Regions from separate parts of the Mus musculus genome. Here regions 1 and 3 are each linked to region 2. The links are chromatin contacts, called in public Hi-C maps. All regions are on one chromosome and are shown on one strand. The core of a region is the stretch at or near the end of the contact, and the rest is flanking DNA. Distances in the headings are between cores, read along the strand shown. Region 1 has its middle 33 kb from the start of Gm7538. Region 2 holds the start of Tbx3os2 (T-box 3, opposite strand 2). Region 3 has its middle 4.7 kb from the start of Gm31129.

The links. A called contact is a pair of places that touch in the nucleus more often than the background predicts.
Region 1: a Hi-C map of muscle stem cells shows a contact between it and region 2, with 2.4 times the contacts expected there. The contact joins the enhancer-like site here to the promoter of Tbx3os2 in region 2. A contact is called at or near these places in 4 of 484 Hi-C or Micro-C datasets (embryonic stem cells, muscle stem cells, palatal mesenchyme and 1 more), 7 of 115 datasets of contacts at active chromatin or transcription factors (craniofacial prominence, embryonic basal ganglia, embryonic forebrain and 3 more) and 1 of 9 other capture datasets (embryonic stem cells).
Region 3: a Hi-C map of uterus shows a contact between it and region 2, with 5 times the contacts expected there. The contact joins the enhancer-like site here to the promoter of Tbx3os2 in region 2. A contact is called at or near these places in 1 of 15 datasets of contacts at CTCF or cohesin (embryonic stem cells), 11 of 484 Hi-C or Micro-C datasets (common lymphoid progenitors, embryonic stem cells, gonadal supporting cells and 1 more), 6 of 115 datasets of contacts at active chromatin or transcription factors (craniofacial prominence, embryonic hindbrain, embryonic stem cells and 1 more) and 1 of 9 other capture datasets (embryonic stem cells).

The regions. Positions count from the first base shown.
Region 1 is chr5:119,165,009-119,169,555 of GRCm38.p6, forward strand. No RefSeq gene overlaps it. Among named protein-coding and RNA genes, the nearest start is that of Gm7538, 33 kb to the right of the region's middle. Within about 2 kb of position 3,038, at least 92 of the 459 cell types and tissues checked have an H3K27ac peak or open chromatin away from gene starts, as enhancers often do. A contact at or near this core is called in muscle stem cells and uterus, where this site is marked.
Region 2 is chr5:119,688,053-119,692,503 of GRCm38.p6, forward strand. Tbx3os2 (T-box 3, opposite strand 2) reads right to left here and starts at 3,166. Exons shown (of 3, transcript NR_040416.1): 1 at 2,956-3,166; 2 at 172-345.
Region 3 is chr5:119,136,096-119,140,599 of GRCm38.p6, forward strand. No RefSeq gene overlaps it. Among named protein-coding and RNA genes, the nearest start is that of Gm31129, 4.7 kb to the left of the region's middle. Within about 2 kb of position 1,991, at least 14 of the 459 cell types and tissues checked have an H3K27ac peak or open chromatin away from gene starts, as enhancers often do. A contact at or near this core is called in uterus, where this site is marked.

The sequences.
Region 1 (4,547 bases), core at 1,788-4,287, 520 kb before region 2:
GATCCCTAAAGTTCCTTAACCAGTGACCTCAGGATTCAGTGAGAGTTCCTGCCTCAGAAGAAATGCAGTGGTGACTGACTGAGATAGACCTAAAGTCAAGGCCTGGCCTCTGCCCTCTCTGTCCTGGGCTATATGGTGCTTGCTGTCCAGTCTCCCTCCAGAGCCCCTTACTAGCAGGGACTTGCTTAGGGACCCAGAGGATCAACCAGCACACAGGGGCGGCTCTTGGGGTAAATGTGAGTTGCAGATTTCCGAAATCTCTTCAGCTTTGTTTTCTCTCTTCTCCCACAGGTTATCACAAACAAATGCCTGGATTTGCTCTATGATGTTTCCACAGAAATCGAGAAGGGAAGTGGAGAGTCTTATAAAGACCTTGTATGAAACAGGCAGATATACACAGCATGGAATGTCCCAAAAAACAAGTCCTGATGGGTTGGGGAAGGAGGGAGCATAGTGGGGGCGGTCTGCAATAACTTTTCAAATCCTGGTACTCAAGCATCTCAGATAGGTCATACTCTTGCTTTCTTACCAAAAAATGTCTAAACTGTCTCCGGAATTGAAAGTCTACTCGTGGGCGACAGGTCAGTCCAGGGCCGCATAACTCAAAGGGACTTGGTTCCCAATGAGCTTCTGAAGTCTCCGAAATGAGCCTTCTGCCCTCATCTACCCTGACATATAGTTGAAGGATTGACTCATGAAGTGCAAAGGAGCAGAGGCCTGGGAATCAAAGTCCACTCCGGGGGTGGATCCCAACAGAGAAAAGAATTCTGTTTGGATGGTTAAAAGGAGAGATGTTTTACAGGGAGTTATTATTTACGGAGGTGTCAGTGGGTTGGAGAACTAGAAATAGATGAGACATTCAGGGACTTCTAATGACCCTCCCTGGAGCATGGAGATGCAGAGACGATGAGAGGAAGTGGAATTCCCAGGGTCCAGTGAGAACTTGATCATGGTCCTGGGTCATTGCCTACAAGAGGAGTAGACATGGTGGGCATAACCACCTCTGGAAAGAAGGTACAGAGACAGAGGCTGTGGAGGCATGGGTGCCCCAGAATTTCTCAGTCTTGACTTGTGACTCCCATTGGCCAAGCCCAAGTGAAACCCGATATCCAGGCAAGCACAAGTCACCTAAGTCTACAGGAACTGTGGCAAGGATGGAGCAGAGGGACACATTTTGGGTGATGGAGAGGGCAGAGTAGAAGGCACACATCTTCAGTCCGGGATAGCAAAGAATGGGACAATGAAACCTGCTTATTTGTTGAGAACAAGAAGTCAATGAGAACAAAATGTATAGGGTGATATTGATAGGCAGGATCACTATTAAAATTTCCTCATGTTTTGGAGAGGTGCCATCTTCTCCATTGGACTTTGGTTGGGAGGGTGTCTGGAGACAGGGAATGAAAAATGGGTCCTTGGACTTCTGTGTCCTCAAAGGTTTGCTGGGTGACGATGATGTTTCCCATGGTGCCAGCCTCCAAGGTGACTCTGGGTGATCCTATAGGGATGGGATGCACTTCACTTTCTCCCAGGGCTGGTTTGTAGGACCAATAGCATCCAGCAGAAGATACTTTTGGCAGAAGCCAAAAGAAGACACTCAAAAGAGTATCACTTTTGAGTTAGGCAACACAGTTACAGCAATGTCTCTCTCTTTCCCATCTTCTCTCCCTTTCTTCCTTCCTTTGTTCCCATCAAGATCTCCTTTCCTCTCCCCTCTCCTTCTCCTGTTTCTTCCCCTCCCTCCCTCCATCTCCCTCTTCCTCTTTCCCTCTCTATTGACCTATTGAAGCTGCTTTAGAAGAAGAAAGACCCACACAGAGAGTTGCTGGTTCTTCCCGACACCACCTCACAGAAAAGCTTGGAAATGGACTTATGCCCAGTTGAACCCTTCAATGAGATGGCTACACTCCTGATCATGTGAGCCAATGAGACAGAACCGCAGCGATGCTACTCCCACAGTCCTGACCAACAGAAGGTGTAAGATAACAGACATTCACAGTTTTAAATCACTCACTTTTGGACAGCTCCTGGTAGGAGCGTGGTATCAGAATCATTTGCATATTCATATAACTGAGGGTTATTAATATCCACTAGACACTTTTATTCCATGCTTATCACAGTTATACACAAAGCCAGAAGATCACCCTCTCTTAAATATGTGGCAATGTACTTTGACTGCCTCCCTGAGACTCAGTTTCTCCACTTTACAATAAATATGACAGCAGTGTCTATCAAGGGGTTGTCTGAGGACCGAATGGAATAAGATACTCCAAGTGCCAAGGATAGAGCCTGAAACACACTGACTGCTCAACAAATTCAGTTTCTATTAGTCAGGGAGAGAAAACGGCTGGCTTATAATGAAGATGTCTGTTGCAGTCGCAATGATCAGATACATGACTTAAAAACAGACGTTTATTTTGACTCGCGCTTCAGGGCATCCAGTCCACTGTCTCAGCAAGGCAAGTGCCTGGTTGCATGTCAGTAGCTGGTGGGGGTGCCAAGAGCTAGGCCAGGAAGCAGGTCTGGACCATAAACCTCTAGACCTATCCCTGTGCCCCTGTGGTGCCAGTTAGGCTCCGCCACCTCCCCCAAACAGCGCCGCTTACTGGGGACTGAGTGTTCAAACCCATGGACCCCCTGGGGGAATCTTCTCATGCAAACCCTGGCAAGGTATCTCAAGGAGACATAGGAGGAAAGTTCGCCATGGTCGGTCCCATGGTAGTTCGGCTGTTAGTTCCTTTGCTTGCTGAATAACAAGCCTGTTCCCAATGGCTGCCAAGCACAGGGAGGAACGCCCTCACCCCCACTCCCCGGCAGCCAGCATTCAGAAAGTCCTCCAGCCCAGCCACGAAGAATCGACTGTGTCCACCCGTGCCTCTCTGGCAGAAAAGAGAATCCCTGATTTTTCTGGACACGTTCTGTCGCTCTCTGGCTGCGTGCCCGGCTTTACTAAGCCGTTCCATTCTCTCATGACTCAGGGATGAGTGTGGGGGACTGAGTCATGGGAAGCTGGGTGGGGTGCGGGTGACCACGTGGTGTGGACCGTAAGTTATACAGGCTTGGGGGGGGGAGGGCTCACGGAAAACAGCGGCGTGCACCAGAGTGCAAAGAGAGCAGAGAAACCAAGCTCAGATGCAATTCCCTTTAGCTGGGGAAACTGGTGTTTTCCTATCACGGGGAGGGAGAGCTGAGTGAGAACTTGGTCTTTGAATTCCCGCCCTGATGCTCTTGTTACCTTTTAGGACAATCTCCCCCTAAAAGACACAGGGGGAGAGAGCGATGATTATGATATTTTCAAGTTTTAGCACCACCCCTAGGACCCGGTAGAAAGGAAATATCAGTGGGATGGGTGAGGACCTTGCTCTGCAGAGAGCAGTGCTTAACCCGTGGAAGGCCCTGGGTTTCACCAGTCAACTCCAAAACAAAATCCAAACAAAAAAACCACAAGGAAAACGAGTCAAGATCCTTCTCAAGCATCGAAAAATTATAAACAGGACAGAACAGAATTGTCAAGGGCAGAGTAGGTAGGGCCTTTTTTCATTTCATGTCTGTTATAGCGCACATTTTCAAAATTAGCACCCAGAAGAGCGTAGATGTTTTGATCCACGCTGCTTGTAATTGGGGTAGAACTCGGACTACAAGATCCATTATTGACCAAACTACAAGATCGCTCATCCGTTATTGACCAATGGAGATTTGATTCTGAAACTACCAGAAGAGGAGTACTCAGTAATGAGGCACAACCACAGGCCAGAATCCCAGTCCACACAGAAATGCAAATGACATCCGATTAATGAACCATCAAGTCCTGATACAATAAGAATCACACAGCCTAATTTTGTTTCAAATAATCTTCGATGAATATGTATGAATATAAGAACTCTAGATATCTGGAAAGTCACACACACACCACCATAATGTCAACAGTCCCAAGAGGTGGCCTAGCTTCGGAAGCAATTAGAACCAAAGTGGATTTGATGTAAAAATAAATCTGTAAAAGTCTATAGCGTTTGGGACGGCAATATGGCTCAGCAGCTAAAGGTGCTTGCCACCAAGTCTGATGTCCTGAGTTCAATCCCTAGGACCCACACGGTGGAAGCAGAGAACCAGAACTGGCTCTTACAAGTTGTTCTCTGATCTCTGCATATGTACAGTGCCATGCACACACACACACACACACACACACACACACACACACACACACACTCGCGTGCGCAAAAACATCCCATAGTATTCTTACAAGCATGTTTATACCTAGTGGATCTTTACTTTTTTATCAGGCAATCTAAATATTAGAGATGAAAATCAAGGCGCCCTGAGTGCTTTGGGTTTCTTGGCAAAATAAGCAAGCCAGGGGCTGCTAGCTAGTTAAGAGGAAGGGAACAGGGAATCACAGAGCAAGTGAGCAGTGGAAGCCAGAACCTGAAAGAATGGCGTGTGCAGCTGTGTGGGAAATGAAACTTCACATGCATCGTGCTTTCGGTGGGCGCGGGGGTGGAGAGTGACAGGTGCACAAGGCTCACTGTCCTGTTACCAACACTGTGTGTTCA
Region 2 (4,451 bases), core at 1,916-4,415:
CCCACGAAGTGACCTCAGTCACTCGCACGATTAACCCTGTAAAGGGCGTTCGATTTTCAGGCCCCGTGGTAGAAAGCGCCAGTACGCAGACGCAGGCAGATTAAAGTCGTTAACCTGAGCTCTGCTGGCGCCCCAGAACACAACCTTTCTTCCTAACTCAGGTGTCCCTACCTGCAGTCCCGGATACAGAGAAATTGTGGGTCGGCTTGGGGATCGGCTGCTTCCATTCTTCAGAGGTCAGGATTGTAATTTTGGTGTGAATCCCATGGTGCAATTGTCAAAGTAGGGCTTTGATTTGGAATCAGGACTTCTTTCTCTCCAGGTGAAGACTTGGAGGTTGAGGCCCTGTGGATGCCAGGTAGAAGGGATTAATTCGTCCTCAACCAAATACTAGAGTGGTTAGTCAAGCAGGCCCAAGGTTTATATCCTGGCTTCCTCTTTCTGGCAGATCAGGGACGAAGCTGAGTGTCCTAGGCTCCCAGGCTCAGATGCCCCTTGGGATCCCCAGAGTCTACAGTTGTTCTCTTTAGCCAGGAGCAAAGGCCTAGAGCTGGACAGACACAGACACAGGCTCTGCAGGTGGGGATTCTGGGAAGATCGTGTTTATACTTTGCTAGTTTGTTCTGTTCCTTTTCTAGAAACCTCTGCAAATGCAGGTTTTGGGTTTTTTTTTTGTTTTTGTTTTTGTTTTTCCTTTCAGGTCCTCTATTTGCATCGCATCGATGTGACTTTAATTGCAAGAGACAGAAAGGGAGTAAAAACCAGGGTTCTGCTGAGAAGCCAGAGATCTTAGACAGAGGACCAGCCCCTGGGCGATTGTAGGCCACACACATTCCCCCACCCCCACCCCCATAAGGTGCAGAGGACCCAAACTGAAGACTTGTCTCCCAGCTTTGGTCTAAGCCTCAGGAATAGGAGACAAAACCAGGGGGACCGGAAAGAATTCTTTAGAACAGGGTACCGACTGATGGTGCCATCTGGTTTTTCACATGCCCCTACCACCAGCTGCACCAGTGCTAGGATCCCAGGCAGCCCAGTATTGGCACTTTTAGAAATTCGATACCCCGGCACTTTGGTTTCCTGCTAATGACCTGGGCTCTGGTTTCGGATTGCTGAGTTGTCTGGTCCCCAGAGCGGTGGTTTGTCCTCCCCAGGACCCCAGAGCCAACCCTGGACTTGTATTCTTTCACACCAGCATTTTTCTTGGCCTCACCAAAGTCTCCAAGTGTCAAGGACACTATGGACACCAAACTGACCCTCGGGTAGACCTTCCTTCCTTCCGGTCACCTTTGTGGGGCTGTCATTCATTTATCTCAGTCCCCAGAACCAGCATCTTGTAGGATTTTTTTTTTTTAAATCTCTCTGTGCCTAGAAGAGGCATTCTTCACCCTGGCAGTAGCTCTAGCTATCTCCCAGTTCTCCCAATCTGGCAGAGAGCCTTGGGAAGAGCAGGTTTGGAAAGACAGTGCCATAACCAAACAACTCAGGAGCCACCACACAGGAAAAGCAACCCCTCTATCGGCCCAGCCCAGCCTGCTCTCCCCAAGGTCAGCTACTCTGAGCTCACTGGCTATTCTATAGGGCTATTTTTTGAGGAGCCCGTGAAAATTACACAGAAAATGTAGTTTACATGTGCACAGCCTTCTGAAAGGGCAGTAGAAGTTCAGATTCTCGGAGATGTGTGATCCTAACCAATGACCTACTCACACACTGCTCAGGGGACAATAACCAATGGGGTTTAGGAACATTTGGACTTAAGATTTAAGATGGTGCCTTCAGCCTGGGGCTTGCCTAGGTTAAATTTAACTTTAGCACACACACACCCCACTCCCCACTTCCCACTTCCCACTCGTAGCGCCTGGTCTTAGCCTGCTTATTTTAAATGGGAAGGCTGAAGGAAGTAGGTGTGTTCGGGCACTGTATAATTAGTTGATTAATCAGTTATATTAACTTATCAGCCGAATGATTATGAGCAGTCATTATCACCCTCAATGAGTTCTCTGTTAATTTCCTGTTGGGAGGGTCACCCTCTCTAGGCTATCCCAGGCAATAAAAAGCAACTACTTTTCATAAAACAAAATTACTTCTCACTAGAGGCCAGGGTGGAAGGTATAGGAAACTGTAGGGGAGGCCCTTTTGTGGGGAGATTTCTGGGGTCCCGGCTTGGGACTGGGTGGAGTGGGGGGGATGTGGCTTCAATGTTCACCATACTGTCAAGGTTAGCCAGGTTTCCTCTGCTCCATGCCCCCTCCAACCCTCTCAGGACATTCTAGTTTTCTGTTTGATGGTATCTTGTTTGATGACAGCCTTTTCTCCTGCATCCCACGTGGACCCCTCTCCCCACCAAATCTCAGTGCTCTTGCGTCAGACTCTTCCAAGTTCTGGGATCCCAAACTTTCTCCACTAAGACATACATGAGGGGTGGGGTGGGGTGGGGTTGGCTTTTGGGAAATACCTGTGTGGATGTTGGAGGAAGGCTACTCTGGGGCCTGGGGGAACACCTGTATAGAAGTCAGAGCAAAGATGAGAAAAAACAAAAACGCAGGAACACTTTCAGTGATATGTAATTGGCTCCCCCCCCCCCAAGCCAAGCCTGCACAGAGGACCTCGAATTAGGAAGAAGGTAGAGGCTAGCCTGGGTGTGTTTTCTACCTTTCTCCACTACTGTGTAATTTTTGACTTATCATAAAAAAAAAAAATCCATGACCATCTAAAGAAACGCTCAGGAAACAAAGGGGACATCTATGGTCCGTTTTTCTTTATTTCCTTCTGATTACTGGGGAGGAAGGCCTCTTCGCTACCCCACGAGTAAGCTCAGCCCGGCTGTATCCTGCTCAGCCCCAAGATTTGTTTCAAAAATACCATCCATGAAATCGGAAGCTGCCTGCTTGACTCAAGAGACTCCAGCCTGCCCACCAGACACCACCCATTTCTCAAGACAAATGCCACACCAACCTCTCTTCCACTCCGAGCCTGCCCCCAGGATTTTCTTGAAGGCAGGTCATAAAGTGTAGGTAGGTGTCTGCCTCTCCAGATGATGAGGATACAGGTCCTTTGCTCTGTCTTTAAACAGGACCACTTTGGAGATGACTGGAATGGGAGCGGCACCCTCCTGGCGCTTCTCGATTTCTTCAGGTTAAAACAGGACCGGGCAACCGACAACTGCACTCTACCTGAGCTGCTTCTGGGTTCTTCCCTTGGGAAAAAGCTATGAGCAGTTGCGGCCAGCGTGAGTCAGGCGCCCATGGCTTCGCTAAGCCGCTCCTTTGCTGCCATCTGCTGGTTGCACCGGAGAAGTTCACGGAGATTTTTCGAATGCAGAGAACAAGTCTCTTAAAAATAAGAAAGAGGGCTGGGGGTGGATGGTAGAGCTTGCCCCTAGATTCTATGCCAAGTTGCACAAAAATAAAGTAAGGGAAGGAGGGAAACATGGTACTGAGGCACAAAGATACGATGTAGAATAAAAACAACAGGACCTGTTTTTGTACCTTGCTACAATATTGCTTTGGTACCTTGATCAAGTTGTGTAACATCTCTTATGCCATGAGGTGAGTGTATAGTGCCGGCAGAGCAAGCTTGGCAGCTGAGTGTGAACCTCAGAAGACACGTTTTTAAAAGTCGGATGTGGAGGAATGTATCTGAGCTCACAGCACTCCTACGGGGAGATGGGGCGTGGGAGTGGAGGTCAGAACTGAAAGTCACAGTCTGGCCAGCCTGGGGTACTTCATAAGCTGCAAGGAGACTCAAACTCCCAGAATCTGTCCTCTGAGCTATATCCACATGCTTACACTCACATACATTGTATACATACTTGTTAATTAAATTATTCTATTAATTATTTTTATTATGATTAATTGATTTAGTTATTAATTTTGTCATTTAATTATTTTTATCGATTTATTAGATAATTAAAATACTCCAAGGACCAGCATGTAACTTGATGGCAGAGAATTTTTGGAGCTTGTGTGAGGATGAAGATGACGGTCTTGTAGGATGAATGATGCCCAGGTTGTACCTTTCTGCTCATTGTCTCTAAGCTGTCCTTGGACCACTGGGTTCCTGTGGATGTCTCTAAATGATTATCCTTGACTCCCTCTTTCACAATCCTCGTATCTGGAGCTCATCAAATTCACTGTCTGCTTCACCTCAAACTTACCAGTTATCCAATAGTGGGAATGATCCCAAAGTCCTGCTCGGAAGCACGTTTCAAAAAGTCCTATGATCATAGAACAGCATCATCTTCAGTGGCCTCCTCGGACAGGAGTGACCTGGCCTCTCCTTTCTCAACTGCACGCCACCCGACTCTTCAGAAGCAAGCTATTTCAAGGCCAAATTGTCACCTTCCTTCTCCCAGTGCTCCCTCAGCCTAGGTTTCAAACTTGGGCACTGGTGACAACTGGCTGGTTCTATGAGCTCAGGGATGTCCTGTCTATGAATTCAGGAAGGGGTAG
Region 3 (4,504 bases), core at 741-3,240, 550 kb before region 2:
ATAAGATATACATGTGCACAGACACACTCATGCATGAAGACATGCATACACACACACATGCACAGGCATGCACACATATACACATACATGCATACACACAGACATGCATGCACACACAAGTGCATGAAGCCACACACACACACACACAGATGTACATGTGCACAGACACACTCATGCATGAAGACATGCATACACACACACATGCATAGGCATGCACACACTCGGACATGCACACACACAGACATGCATGCACACACAGAGACATGCATGCACACACAAGTACATGAAGCCATACACACATGCACTGACATACACAACTCATGCATGAAGGCATGCATGCACACACACATACATACATTCATGCACAGATCCATGTATGTGCACACACATGTGCACACAGACACAGGGACACATACATATGCTGACTGTGCACACGTGCACACGCGCGCGCGCGCACGCGCGCACGCACACACACACACACACACACACACACACACACACACACTAAACTGGGGGTATAGCTCAGTTGGTAGAGTGCTTGCTGAGTATGCAAGTGCCCTGGGTTTGATTCCCCAGAGCCACATTAACTGAGGAGTAGTATTGCCTGTCTGTCATCCCAGCACTTAGGAGGTAGAGGAAGGATGGTCCGCAGTTTAAGGTCATCCTTGGCTACCAAGAGAGCTGGAAGTCAGCCTGGGCTACATAAGACTCTATCTCAAACCCTTATCCACACATGGAACGTTCCAACCACAATGCAGATCAACACAAATCCAACTCTGTAAAAATGAAAGTAATGGAGTGTTCATGGAAAATCGCAGGCTGCTTCTAGGCTGCGCACTCTGTGGTTGTGGGGCAAGAACCCAGCGAAATGTTGGATGCAAAGAGCTATGCATAACTTAAGTCACAAGCAAAACCAAGCAGAAGGCAGCTAGGTGGTGTAGGGCAAGCTCCTGGCTACACTGGGTGATGAAGCAGTCTCAGGGGATGCCAATAGAAGCTTCTAGACACAGCAGTGCTCTCTCGATCTGTGTGCAGGCTGTACTGGTCTGTCCAGTTTAGGAAAATTCATTAAGTCGAGCGCCTATGATTTGTGTACTTTTCCATATGCGTATCGCACACCAGTAAATGTTAAAAAGAAAAAGAGTGGAGGCATTAACATTTTTTTATATGACAGGAGGAGAAAGCCCTTTATCTTCCTAGAAAATCCACCATAAACCGGTCGTTCCATTTGGGAAGGCTTTAACAGGAGTAAACAATCATTTATTTAATGAAGGGAGGAGCCCATAGCTTTCATCAGATTTTCAAAGGGAGCCTTCACCCCCAGAGCGATTAAGAACAAATGCGAAGACTGGAGGGGGTGGTGGTGGTGGAGGGACCGAAGAAAGAGATTCAGAGAGAAATATGCTTTCTGCTATCAAGGTATCCGCCAGGAAACGTCAAGGGAAGGCTGCAGGAAGCATGGGGGTCATGGTCAGTTCGAAGCACAGCCCTACTTCAAGTTCTTGGCCATTGGTGTCTCTCTCCTGCCCGCAGGGTTGGGGCTCACCTCTGTCTGCACACGTGCAGTTCACAGCAGCCCAGACGCTAAAAGGTGATTTAGAGGGAGGCTCAGGCTGGGGGCGGGGTGCTGGGGGGGGGAGAGGTCTCCCCCGGACTCTCTTGTAATTTAGGGACGATTCTTGAATCCCCCCGGGGTCTTGGCTCCTGGCAGAAAATAAATGTGGGTCACTCCTGGGATAGGTACTCCTCGGCATGTGTGTCCCTGTGAAGAGAGATGGATGGCCGGGGCAAGAGGCTTTCCTCCATAAATCACGCAGCATTTGAAATAGACCTCTTTCCTTATGAGATGCGAAAGGGAGACAGGAAGTCAGGGTAGACACAGGTGCGGGCCATTTGCAAAGGCAGAGGGATGAGTTAGGGGGCAGAGGCAAGAACTGGGACACCAGAGGTAACAGCATCCTTCAGGCATGCCTCTAGTCGGCATAGCATTGCGAGGACCCATGATGGACCAGCCTCCATTTCCGGACTCCTTAGCTCCCATCTTGCACTGCGTTGCTAGGTTTCTTTCTTTCTTTTTTTTTTTCTTGGTCCGCCCACTTTTCTGTCTTTTGTTTCCCCTCTCTCAGTGGCCCCTAGGGAAAAGAGTTTATAGATGCAGGTTCAGGTTCAAACCCCTGGCTCTGCTGCAAGCTGGCTGTGTGAACTTTAAGTGACTTCAGCTCTCTGATTCCTTGCATGTCCCGTCTATAAAACGTCCACCTCGCAGTGTTCTCATGGAGGATTAAATGAGATTAAAGGAGACCAGAGGCCTTCTGCGTGGTACTTAACTGATTTTCAATTCTCGGTTATAACTGTTCCTTATGCCTTCCTCCGCATCAAGGGGCCTTTGACAGGCCGGACGGCTTTCTCCCGGGAGACGTTTGGCAACGTCCTCAGACATTTCTGGATGTCACACTGGAGACAGGAAGGTGGTGTTGGCATCTGACGGAGACAAGCCAGAAATGCTTGCCGACCGTCCTAGAAGGCACAGGGAACCTTCCCATGGCAAGGAGGCACTCAGCCCAGCCCAGATGCTGATAGAGGCTGAGAAAGCTTGCTTTAGGCTGTGCATAGTGTGATAACCTTCTCTGTGGTTCCCAATCGCCGTCCTCTCTCCTCTTGCCGTTGTATAGCTCGGGGAGGGGGGGGTGGGGCGGCGGCAAGAATGAGATGGAAGATTTGTTTGTGATCAGGCTGGGTTCAGGGTTGGGGCTGCAGCATTTACCAGCTGTGTGTTCTGGGATCAGTTAAGCAACCTCTCTGAGTTGTAGATTGATCGTGGGTTTTTTTTGGGGGGGTCTGGGGGGGCGGAGGAGAGGGTTAGCTAGAATGGGATATAGGAATGACAGCTCCTAACACTTCTCAGAAACATATCTGTGACCTTCCCCACCAGCAACCTGAGGAGGACCTTGAACCTTTGTGAAGATGGTGCCCCTTCTGATGGGTTTCTTTGTTCTCAGAAGAATCTCTCTTTAGTTTCTGCCTTTTTTTTCTGACTTCCCCTGAGGTGGGAATGGGGTCGGGGGTGGGGTGGAGTGGGGGAAGCCAAGTGTGTCTGCTGCGGGTTAAACTCACACAGTTTCAAAGCCAGCCCTGGAGCTCTCTGAGGCATGGCCTGCTCATCAGGGAGGGTTTGATGGTCTGGTTTCTTTCTCTTTCACTCCTTGGATCTGGTTATTAAAGTTTGGTTCCTGTAGGAGAGGAGAGCTTTGAAAACATCAGAATCGATGCTCCCTGCCAACCTTCTTCTTATCATGTCCCCCTCACCTCCTGCCTTTCCTCCCTTGGGGTGGATCAGAGACTCCTGGGGGTGGGCTAAGCGGTGCTGCACCATTCCCAGTTCACGCCATTGACAAACAGCTGAGAGCCACGTGCACTTCCTGGCTCTGTGCATATGAAAGCCACTTGCCTGTGCAGGGCAGAGGGCACCCCTATCCTCAGCAGGAGTTTTTCAGCCTTGTTGCCCCTCTGTGAGACTTCTTTCTGTTGCCTGGGGCTCTATCCCAAACATTTACATCAAAGGAGGGGCTGGGAGACATGGCTCAGCTGGTAGAGTGACTGCCCAACGTGCACCGAAGGGCCTGTGTTGGATCCCCAGCGTCCTATAAAATAGGAGCAGTGCGCACACCTGTAACCACAGCTCTGGGGAGGTGGAAACAAGTCCAAGGTCATTCTAGGCTATGAAATGAGTTAAAGGATATCCTGGGGTATTTGAGACCCTGTCTCAAAAAATTTTTTTAATCAAAAACAGACAGACAGACAGACAGACAGACAGACAGACAGAAAGAAAGAAAGAAAGAAAGAAAGAAAGAAAGAAAGAAAGAAAGGGAGTGTCATCAACTCCAAAGACAGATCAAACACCGGGCGTGTGGCCAAGAATTTCCCACGCCTGGTTCCTGTCATTCAATCTTCTTACCTCATACCAACCCAAGGACGAGACTAAGCTTGCTTCCTTGGGCCCATATGAGAGATGAGAAAACCAAGGCTCACAGAGGTGAAATGACCTACGGAAGGTGTGAATCCACCATGTGAAAGAGATAGGGCAGAGGGACCCCCTATCCTCAGCAGGAACCCACGGTTCTTAGATGCTGGAGCTGTGCTGGTGGTGTCCTGGATTTAGCTCTAGAACTCCCAAAGGCCAGCGAGCTGATGAGAAGGCTCAGCAGATAAAGTAACTTGACAACAGGATTTAGTCTGAATTCCAGTTCAACCGCAGGGAGCCCACACAGTGGTGGAAGGAGAGAGTTGGGTTGTTCTCTGGCCAAACAAACAAACAAACAAGTACATGTTTTAAAATGATATAAAAAGTCAGGGTGTTGTATATCTGTGATCCCCTGGTTCTGGAGAGGCTATGGCATAAGGACCGTGTTTTTGAGGGTAGTCTGGGCTACACAGTGAGACATTGGCACAAACACAAAACAAAACAACTCGTTCCCTGCCTCACACTGCTCTTCTTCCCATCTCT